Linked DNA regions of Gossypium hirsutum: region 1 is linked to region 2. A link is a contact called in public Hi-C data. All regions are on one chromosome and are shown on one strand. The core of a region is the stretch at or near the end of the contact, and the rest is flanking DNA. Distances in the headings are between cores, read along the strand shown.

The links. Hi-C and Micro-C count contacts between places; a contact is called where the count stands out from the background.
Region 1: a Hi-C map of leaf shows a contact between it and region 2, with 1.8 times the contacts expected there. The contact joins the promoter of LOC107937418 here to the promoter of LOC107962181 in region 2. A contact is called at or near these places in 4 of 34 Hi-C or Micro-C datasets (all in leaf).

What each region holds. Positions count from the first base shown.
Region 1 is chrA06:73,323,920-73,329,356 of Gossypium_hirsutum_v2.1, reverse strand. It overlaps LOC107937418 (NAC domain-containing protein 35), which reads right to left and starts at 3,562. Exons shown (of 3, transcript XM_016870290.2): 1 at 2,906-3,562; 2 at 2,494-2,762; 3 at 637-2,004. The coding sequence starts at 3,152. The coding sequence ends at 1,309.
Region 2 is chrA06:72,351,427-72,356,568 of Gossypium_hirsutum_v2.1, reverse strand. LOC107962181 (UDP-arabinose 4-epimerase 1) reads right to left here and starts at 2,371. Exons shown (of 8, transcript XM_041115807.1): 1 at 2,109-2,371; 2 at 1,090-1,243; 3 at 567-691; 4 at 1-2. The coding sequence starts at 1,150.

The sequences.
Region 1 (5,437 bases), core at 2,313-4,812, 970 kb before region 2:
GTTTAATAAGATATCGTCAATGCTAATTGTAAATCTATTTTGGTGCTGAAAAGTGAAAGGACAAAGAGAATGGTATTGCCACACGTATCAACTATATATTTATTTTCCGTAGGTAAAAATGTAGCTGTTTCTTTAAGTTTTGGAATGTCAACATGCATTTATTTACAGCGAGAGGATGAGAAATAAAGAGATCAGCTACTAATGAAGTATTAGGTCATAGGAGGAACTGATGCCTGCATCCCATGGACCTCTCTAGTTTTAGCTCTAAACTGAAAGGCCAAAAGGCCACTGCCCTATGCTGCCTGCGCAGCGAAGCAAGCACGCCCACTACAAAATTTGCACATGCAGTTATCCCTTACTTTGCATTTGGTACTCTCAATTCCTATATTAGAATACAGCTATATGCCCTTTACCTCAGTTACTGCAGAAAAATTCGATCATCCATGCATCCTCTCTCTTTATATACTTACACACACACATATATATATGCTCCTTAAAGGTCGTCTCTAAATCCACCTGCTAATTAAATTTATCGAAATGAATAGCAGCATTAGATGTAAGATCGATGTCTCTTTCATATTCATTTTTAGCTTGAATGTAAAGTGTAAAAGATACAATGCGAGAACAATAAAAGCATCATAAAAATAGGACTTCCATATTCATTTTTAGCTTGAATGTAAAGTGTAAAAGATACAATGCAAGACCAATAAAAGCATCATAAAAATAGGACGATCTTTCATGTGTTCATTGCTGATGTTTGCTTGTCAGCTGTGGATGATTCCAACTTCGACCCCAGACCATTTTCTGCGATACTCTTCTAATAATATTTGGGAATATTCAATCATACAATCATCATTCTCTTGTCGATAGTCTACACGGCTCTACTGTTTTGAAGATTGAAGAAATCTAGTTTTGACTTCTCAGAGTAAATCACTAATATGATTCAGTTACATTACCTAAATTCTGGAAACATAATTTATCTTCAAGATCTAGACTATGTATGACCACTAAAGTGACGATAATATATATATTCCTTCCTTCCTCAAGTTGGAGCCTGCACTACCCCAGCAAGAAATAACTAAGGGAATCAAACAACCTCAAAGAAACCCAAAACCCTAATTGAGAACTAAACACTTATACAGTTATGCTAGTCCTGAAGGATATATCTGATCAAGTTCTAGCCAGTGAGATGGTGAAAATAAAAGCAGAGACATTAAAGATTAGAGACTCAGACTAGACATAAAAGATATCAGTAGAAACATACTATACATATCTATGTGTAAGATATGTAGATGCAGTCTACATCGCCTACTTGAAAGGATTGGTGAACTCCCTACTTGGTTCTGGGATTGGACTCCACTCCCACAACCGATCCGAGAAAGTCGTTAGTGGAAGTGAGCTGGGTAGCACGTTGAGTGAAAGCTGCTGAGCCTGTGATTGAGGGGGCAACGTAGAAAACTCGGGTTGCTGTTGTTGTTGTTGATAAGTGTTGTAGAATTGCAGCGGATTCATTGTAGCTTGTTGGTAGCTTACTAGCCTGTGAAGATCGTCAACAACATTTGATGAAACAGAAGACGAGCCCAGTTGAAAGAGAGTGGTGGAATTGGGAAGTAAAGAAGTGCAGCCTTGCTTAGACTGATTTAAGAACAGTCCCTCCTCTTCCATTATTCCAGATGGTAACCCAAGTGTTGTTCTTATAAGGGCCGTTGGACGGTACACATTCTGCTTGGAAAGTGCAAGGGCTGTTGTAACATCAGAAGTACTACTACTGCTCCCATCAGTCTCACTTATCTTTTCAATCTCCAGTTGTGGTTGTGATTCTCCTCCTCCAAACCCTTGAAACCTTTCCATGGCTTGTTGAGCTGCATCTTGGGCCTGCGAATATTTCTTTTCTGACTGCAGTCCTCTCGATGAGGTCAATGCCCTCGTTGGAAGACAACGGGGGAGTGAGGGGTGATCTTCAACTCCAGCTCTCTTGTACACGCGGCAAAGCGATATTTCAGCCTGAAATAAATTAAGGATTTGATGAAGGACGATGAAATTTCATGGTAAGAGAAACAGTTCCGACACTGAGCGTTCCTTTTAGTTAGAACTCGTATTCAATACATGTGAGGTCGGTACACGGTATGGGTCATTGAATTTAAATTAGTTCATGCACGTTCCTTACAGTTTTAAGATTAAAAAGAAAAATATTTAATTGAGAAATCAGTTAATTACAACAAGGCCTGATTAAAGTTGTTTACGATGTTAGCATGTTGGCTATTATTTATTTCCTGCTTTTGCATATCCAGCTGCTTACTAAAACTGAAGCTTTGGAACTCAAAAGTGAAGTTGAAAAGCGTTAACTTTTAGGAGAAGTACAAAGTTGAAAGCTTTTGCTTTCCAAATGAGAAATTAGGGTTAGAGACTGCACCACATGCAAAATAGGAAAAGAAAGGACCCCGGGCCGAAAGGGTTTTCATATAGATATCAATGGTGAAGGATGATGGGTACCTTTTGATAGCGTTCAGTTTCGTGGTGAGGCAAGCGATACTCGTTCATAATCCAACTGCTTCGGATGCCTTTGGGGGCTTTTCCGGAGTAGAAGACTAGGGTTTTCTTGAGGCCAATAGATCGAGAATTCTCTCCCCGAATCATGCGGTCAGCTCCCGTTGCCTTCCAGTAGCCTGAAGTCGTGACACGATTCGGTCGATCTCCGTTTCTGTACTTTCTGTCTCTAGGCACGTAGAAGAACCATTCCTTCTCCCCAATCGCTGCCATGGCTGATGCCCCAGAAAATCAAAATACCCAAAAACAAAACAAGAATCACTGCGATTGATTGTTGTAGCTCGATCGATATATATATAAATGTATGTAGGAAGTATGGTAGTGATTAATACAGAGAAAATATATATTATATATATACCAGGAAGTTCCCAAGGGTCATAGCGATATAGATCAAGAAAAGTAATGAGTTCGACATTGAAGCGCTTGCCCTCTACCTTACGGCGAAGGTAGAACTCTACAAGTTCTTCCTCGGTAGGATGGAATCGAAAACCAGGCATCACCATGTCTTGTTCATGGTCATCTTTGCTGGAGCTGCTGCTGTTGCTGTTGTTGAAGTCGAGGTCAACGTTACTGGTATTATCGTTGCTCATGCTTGCTATTGCCATAAACTAATTAACCAACAATACTATAGGAATAATATTACGACTCATAATAAGCTGTTCTCCTCCTTCCTCGTCGATATCCTCGCCTCAGCCAGGGCAGCCCTCTTTATACCCTGAGAGCTTTGTACGAATGATCGAGCGCAACAGCGAGTGGTAGGCAAAGATAAGATCTAGAGAAAGGGTTAAAGATTGTCCTCCTAACCAAATTGTAATTTGTGAAAAAGGTTATTTTTGAGAGAAAAGAAGATGTACACAGGATTGAGGGCCTACATAGGAGGAGGTATTCTTAAAGGTGTTTAAGATGAGAAAATGACATGTCTCTAAGAAGACAGGGTGGCCACAACCATTAGCGGTGCCCTTGGACATTTCTTTCTCTTTCCCTTATTTTCTCTTTAATTCCCCTTCTAATAAAGTAAAATAAATTCAAATTTAAATTGTTTTATGTTTAGCCCATTTATAAAAAAGAAATTGGAGATTCAAAACAATGCCATGCCACACATACTATATCAGTATAATACGCAATGTACTGGATTTATCAGTTTAACCTTTCAACTATTATTTACGTTTTAAAATATATCATAAGTATGAATTTCACTACACTAATTCATTTTTATATATTTATTTACATGGCTGAGATCCATTATTTTTTATCGTCTAATTTTCTTCTTTAATCTTCCTTTTTCCTTTTATTTGATTCTAAGATTTATAAAGCATAGCTATATGATATGATTTAATATATATAATAAGCATACTTTCAAATTTAGCAGAATTTATATATTTTATCATTTGAGTGTTTTTAGTTAATTTTAGTCTTTTAAATTATTTTTTAATAAATATATTAACTAAAACATTAATTTTTTTTAATGATTTGGCTTGACAACTCGCGTGCTAATCCACGTGTGCTTCATGTTAACATGACACTATTTATCTTATATGTCACACTGTCAAATAATTTTAAAAAATTATAAAAATTTAATGAAAATTCAAAAAAATCAAAAATTAGTATGAAGCACATGTAGATTGCTATGTGGATTGTCATATTTAAAAATTTAACATTTTAGTCAGTATTTATATTTTTAATAACAGAAATTCAACTGATCTTTTTGAACGATTGATGATCAAATATGACTTTTTTTTCTAAAGGTTGATAGCCAAATTTAACTATAAAAAGAATAAAGATAAAATTGATAAAAGATATAAACGTTGAGAACTAAATATGATATTAATGTATATCATAGTACAAGTTGCATGCTCTTTAGGGATATTTTTATGTTAAGGCTTTAATTTTTCGACAAGTGGTGCGCTTGATGATTGACATATTAACACTCTAATATTATGATTTTTTTTTATGACTACAGTATCCTTCGTATCTGTTATATAGTACATGGCTTTTCATATGATCCTACATTGGTAATAATATTTATGCCAATCAAGCTAAAACTCAATCGGCTTAGATATTACTATTTAATTTCACAATTAATTATATTTCTTTACAATTCCATTTTAATGTATTACATGATTTTTTAAATTTTAACTCGATTTAGTTTACTTTTATTTTTTAAGTCCCACGTGTTTTTCATTTTTAAAATTTAATTTCTAATTTGAAATTTTAATTTACTCAATTTAATACTTAAGTTTAGTTTTAATTTTTATAATTAAGCCCTTATGATTTAGGTTTTAATTTCTACTAGTTCCTTTAAACTTATTTTTTTACAAACTGATCTATATGTCATATATATATTTTTTTATTAATATTTTACATGTTTATATTTTTAAAGGATTTACATATAACATATATCATAAAGATTATAATGTATTGATTCATTTATATCGAATTATAAAGAAGCGTGAAACAATGATGAAATAAATGAATTTGAAAATGTGGAGTTTTGTCTCACATATTTTTTTGGCTTTTTTTTTCTAGTTAAATTCTATTTTTAGTTTTTCACTTAAACTATAATTAGTATAGGTTATTTTAATATTATTTCACCTAAGAATTTAGCCTATAAATAGGCCTTTTTCCACCTTAGAAAAATAATTCATTACACATTTAGGTTTTAGTTTTTACAAGCTTTCATAGAATTTTGTGTTTACGTTTCGAGGGTTCTTATTTCGGATTTCGGGGTTTAGCTTTATCTCCATCTTTTGTATTATTTGTTTTTTCCGTTTTAGTGAAATTCTCTTTACCCGTGATTTTTTATACTCATTTGAGGAGTTTTTCCACGTTAAATAATTGTTCGTTGCTTAATCAGGGTTTATCCCCAATAAACCAATATCAGAGCTAGTTT
Region 2 (5,142 bases), core at 1,122-3,621:
AACTGGAATGACAAAAGTCAAGAATGGTAAGAGATTTCAGAAGTTGTAACACTATATAACTACAAAACAACTGGACTGATTCCAATTGTTCATATAAAGCAGCATCAATTATGTTTTTTCCTCAACTAGAAGGGAAGATGTTAACCACATTCGAAGGGCAAAGGACAAATCCACCATCAAGTGAACAGTTTGATGAAACTAAGCCAGCAGCAGGCAACGACAACATGCAAGGATGAATCTTATGGACAATAGCAAAGGGTCCAGCTATAATTGCTAGTGAAGCCCCAGAAATATAACCACATATCAGAACTAACTTAACAATTTAAAGAAAATCAAATAAAGAAAAAAAGTCTTATTGACAATGTCAGTTGTTCTTCAATTGTCAAAGTAACCAAGATATCTGCACTGGAAAAATGCGGCACAATCTTTTGATAGATTGAACCTGGTATTATAGAATCACTATGCCCCATTTTTTCTTGTGATAGAGAGAACAAATATTGCATATTAACATCGGTATAGCATTATAGAGAGGGAAGAGAAAACCAGAGAACGAATTGAGTACATACCCGACTTAGAGTATTGAAGTTTGGGGATTGCTTGAGCATGATAATGCATAAGGCTGTAAGGGTTGCAGCCATAAGGATTTTACCTACAAAATTGCTCTTCCTCTTGGGATCAGGATATTCCATTCCTGCAATAAAACACAAACAACAAAATTAAATTTACAGAACAATTTTCTTTTTCCAATTTTATATCATCATCAGCTCTGCTCTGCCTTAAAATGTAAGCAAGTCATATATCATAAATAACTTGAGAAAAAATTGAATATATAATTTGTTTTCCACACTCGGCAACAAATAGTTACTACAATTTTAAAAAGTAAACAAGTATTTTCAACAAAATTCTCAGCAGAAGATGGTTTGATTATCCAAATTTCAAATGAATGGGTAAAGTTCAAACTTTTTAAATGAAAATGGGAGGATTAAGTTCATCATAAGTAATAAGAAATGAAAGCGCATCGAGATTATATAAGAAAATGAACCAGAAATGGATTAGAACTTAGAAAATGAAGTTGAGAGAAAATGTTACCGGACAACGGCATGGATCTAGTAGGCCTTGGCTGGCTTCTCCCTCTTGCAAAATTTAGCATTTGAAGAAAACTTCTTGTGATATGAACACAATTTATGTTTCAATTTCAAGGATCAATCAAAGAGCCTTCCTTGGAAATGGCTTTGTGGCAAATCTGCTCTAAAAACAAAAACAGAAAAAGGTTAACAACGATTACAACATTTCTTAAAACATGAGAGAATCATAACATATACAGAAAATTGGTAAAATAAAGAAACAAAAATCAATTATATATGGACCACCCATTGAATTCAGAAAATAGAAAGGACACCACAAAAGGTTGAATTCGAAAATTATAATAAATTTAAATGGAAAAAAAAAGAAGAAGCCAGGATCATTTTCATATTACATTTCAAATTCCTATAATCACAGACAGAAGAGAACTTGAAATTCAAGATCCAAAAAAAAAAACAAATAGCAAGTAAATAAGAAAATAAAATAAAAATTAAAGAGATGAAAATAATAAAAAATAAATAAATAAACACATTTGCAATTCTTTGTCAGAGCACGTTTGGTCAAGCAGTAGAATAAAAAATTATTAATACAAAAAAACAATACAATTAGACAATTAAACATTTAATTTTACTTTGATTAATCAGAGACAGACCCAGTTAAGAAAATAAAGCTAGAATCTGAAATCACCTAGGCAAAGAAAAAGAATCCCACCAAAGAAATGCGACCCTATTCTCAAATGAGAAATCAAAGAAAAGCACAAAACGAAAACCAGGACTTTCATGGCAGAGGCACCAAAGGAAATGGAATAAAAAGAAATTTACCAGAAAATAAAAACAAAAGAACATTAATGAGACTTTGAAGAAGGCCAAGAAAAAACAAAAGAAAAAACAAAACAATGGAAAAAGGCAAGGGAAAGAGGGATGAACTTGGCATCAGCAAAAGGATCTAAACATCACATTTGTAATACATGCAAATATGTAATGCAAAGAAACTTTAGAATAAATTAAAAGCAAGAAAGAACCCACCCACGATGATTGAAAACGTGAGAGAGAGAGTAAACGTAAAAAGGCAAGGCAAGGCGAGGCGAGGCGAGGCAAGGCAGCAGAGCAGGTCCCTCCCTCGCTGTCTTAGGGCCTCACTGCGTACGTGTCAAATATAAATACTTGACATCTTTTCTACACTGAGAGAGGGAGACCAACAACAGTTGTAAAAGGCGGAGCACACCATTTTACAAAAAAATTTAATTACATAATAAACAAATTTTGATGTAAAGGCACTTCTAATTTTATTTACGAAAATAGATTAATTTTTTCATTATTTATCGGAAACGGCCGAAAACTACAAGACACGTTCATGTAGGAGCGCTTTTAGGGGAAATTTCAATAAATTTCATCCCTAAGCTAGCGATTTTGCCATGTCAGCACAAAACGCTCTGATATGGACGTGCTTTGCTGATGTGGCAAAATTGTTCCTTCAAGGACGCAACTCGTGTTTTTTTTTTCAACAGTCATTTAAAAATTTTAGTTGGGCATCTAACGATAAAAAAAACTATAAAAAATCCCTCCTATTTTTTTCACACAACATTTCTTCCAAATTTCTCAAAAAATCTCTCAAATTTCTCTATAAATCTCTCAAAGCTCTTTTTAATTAAATTAATTTCTTTAATTTTTTTTAAATTAGTATTATTTTATAATTTCAAAAATATTTGATCGGGTTAGCAATGGCCAGGGAATTAATTCGTCTCGATTATAAACATATCTATATTGAACAAATGAAAATGGTAAGGGTTAATTTTAATTTTTTAATATTATTTAATTATATTTTCATTTATGTAATTTTAATTAATTTTTATTTTATAATTTTTTGTAACAGTCTATAAATCGGGTTTACAATGTTATATTCGTAATATATCTAGAGTCCTCCATCATCATTATAGAAAACTACTTGAGGGAAGCGGGTTTTTGGCACGTGGCTAATATAGACTGGGGTTGCAAGTTGGACCCGAAATTCATTAGTGCATTAATAGAAAGGTGGAGACCCGAGACGCACACATTTCATCTTCCATGCGGAAAGTGTATCATCACTTTGGAGGACGTGCAGTTACAACTGGGATTGCCAGTGGATGGATCCGTACTCACAAGGTCTGTTCAATCTACTGATTGGGGAGCAATATGTTACAATCTTTTAGATGCAATTTCAAATAATATTTACGGAGGTTGGATCGAGATGGGCTGGTTACAAGACACATTCCCAGAGCCGGGGAATGATTCGACTGAAGTAGAAAAAATATGATATGCTTGAGCATACATCCTTGAGATGATTGGAGGTTATTTGATGCTGGACTTGTCACGAAACCTCGTACATCTGAGGTGGCTGTTGAAACTCATTGAGTTTAGAGCAGCTAGCGAACTTAGTTGAAGGTCTGCCGTGTTGGCAACATTGTACCAGGAGATGTGCAGGGCGATGCTACTAAATAAAGTCAAAATCGAAGGTTGTCTATCACTACTACAATCATGGGCTCGGTTTTGCTTTCCATTTTTACGTCATCGAGTGAACCACCCATATACATTCTCAATTATAACGAGGTAAAATTTATATTATATTTTACAATTATTACATAGATTTAAAATATAATTTTATGCTAAAAATTTATTTAATTAGGTGGAACCATTTGACAAGTTTATGTTGGAATACCTATCGCTCTTGAAGATATACGGCTTCTATTAAACCAACGGTTGAAAGCGCATGTAAGTATTAAATAATATATATACATAACATAGTTGTTTTATATTTAGCATTTAATATTATGTATATAACTAATATTTTTATCATGTTCATATAGTTTCAATGGACACCATATGAGGATTCAGCAATTCGGGCAGTAATTCCGGATGAATTCTTTTAAAATCCGAACATTTGGCATGTTAAGGTCCCATTGGTCAACTATACTACTGTCAAGATGCACCAGAAGAATAGAGTGTTGCGGCAATTTAGATTTCGACAGCTGATTCTCGTGGCACCCGAAGTGCTCAATGATGAGCACAAAATTGACTTATGGCAATCAAATACGAATTGGTCGGTATTCTTCTCGGAATATATCAAATTTTGGGAAAATTAGTTTGATCATATACCTATTCGCGAATCGATCATTGTTCCAGAGTTAGTGTGCTCGCCAGATTACATGCCATGGTTTAGGATCCATGGCAAGCCATATTTGCTATCGGGAGAGCAGAGACGTAGGCAAATCCGTGTCGAAAAGGAACGACGGAACCCTTTAAATCCAAGGAGAATGGATGACATCACAGGCCCATCAACAACACCCACACAATCACCGGGCCGCCTCAAGCGACAACATCCACACCACAACCCTTTCAGATTATGCTAGGTGCGTATCCTAATCCTTATATGTATCCTAACTCTTATATGTTTCCTTTTTCCAGTCCTATGCCAGGTTGGAATGTATGGCCCGATGCATCTCCTTTTTCGATGACTCTGACTTAATCGACGATATATAAGTCATCATCGTAGGAGGGATTGCACGAGGTACCGTTGGGGAGCTCATCTTATTACCAATCCCCATCGCCTTATGGGATTCAAACATCTCCGCCGTGGGTGATGCAAACACCTTCGCATTCTTTATTCTATCAAGGTGGGTTATCCTCCCAACACCCACAACCAGAACAATCACAACCCTCGCCAGAGCAACCACAACCCCCGCCGGAAGCTAAACCAAGGAGGAATCTAGCGCATAACCGTCGACCACCCCATGTGGCACTGATTCCGACCGACACATACATTGATTTTTTTAATATATTTGTACAAACTGTTTTTATATTGTTTCATTTAATAAAATAAAAGTTGTTTTGAATATTTTAATAGTAAATTATTTTTATCTTTTTAATAAAATAGAAGTTCTTTTGAATAAGGCAATAGAAATAATACAACATAATTTTATTACAGCAATTATCACCTATTTCAATTTGAACATGTTCAAATTGTATAACCTGGATTTCTACACCATCCGCACAACTTCTGCTGGTTTGTTTTTTCCCAGATATC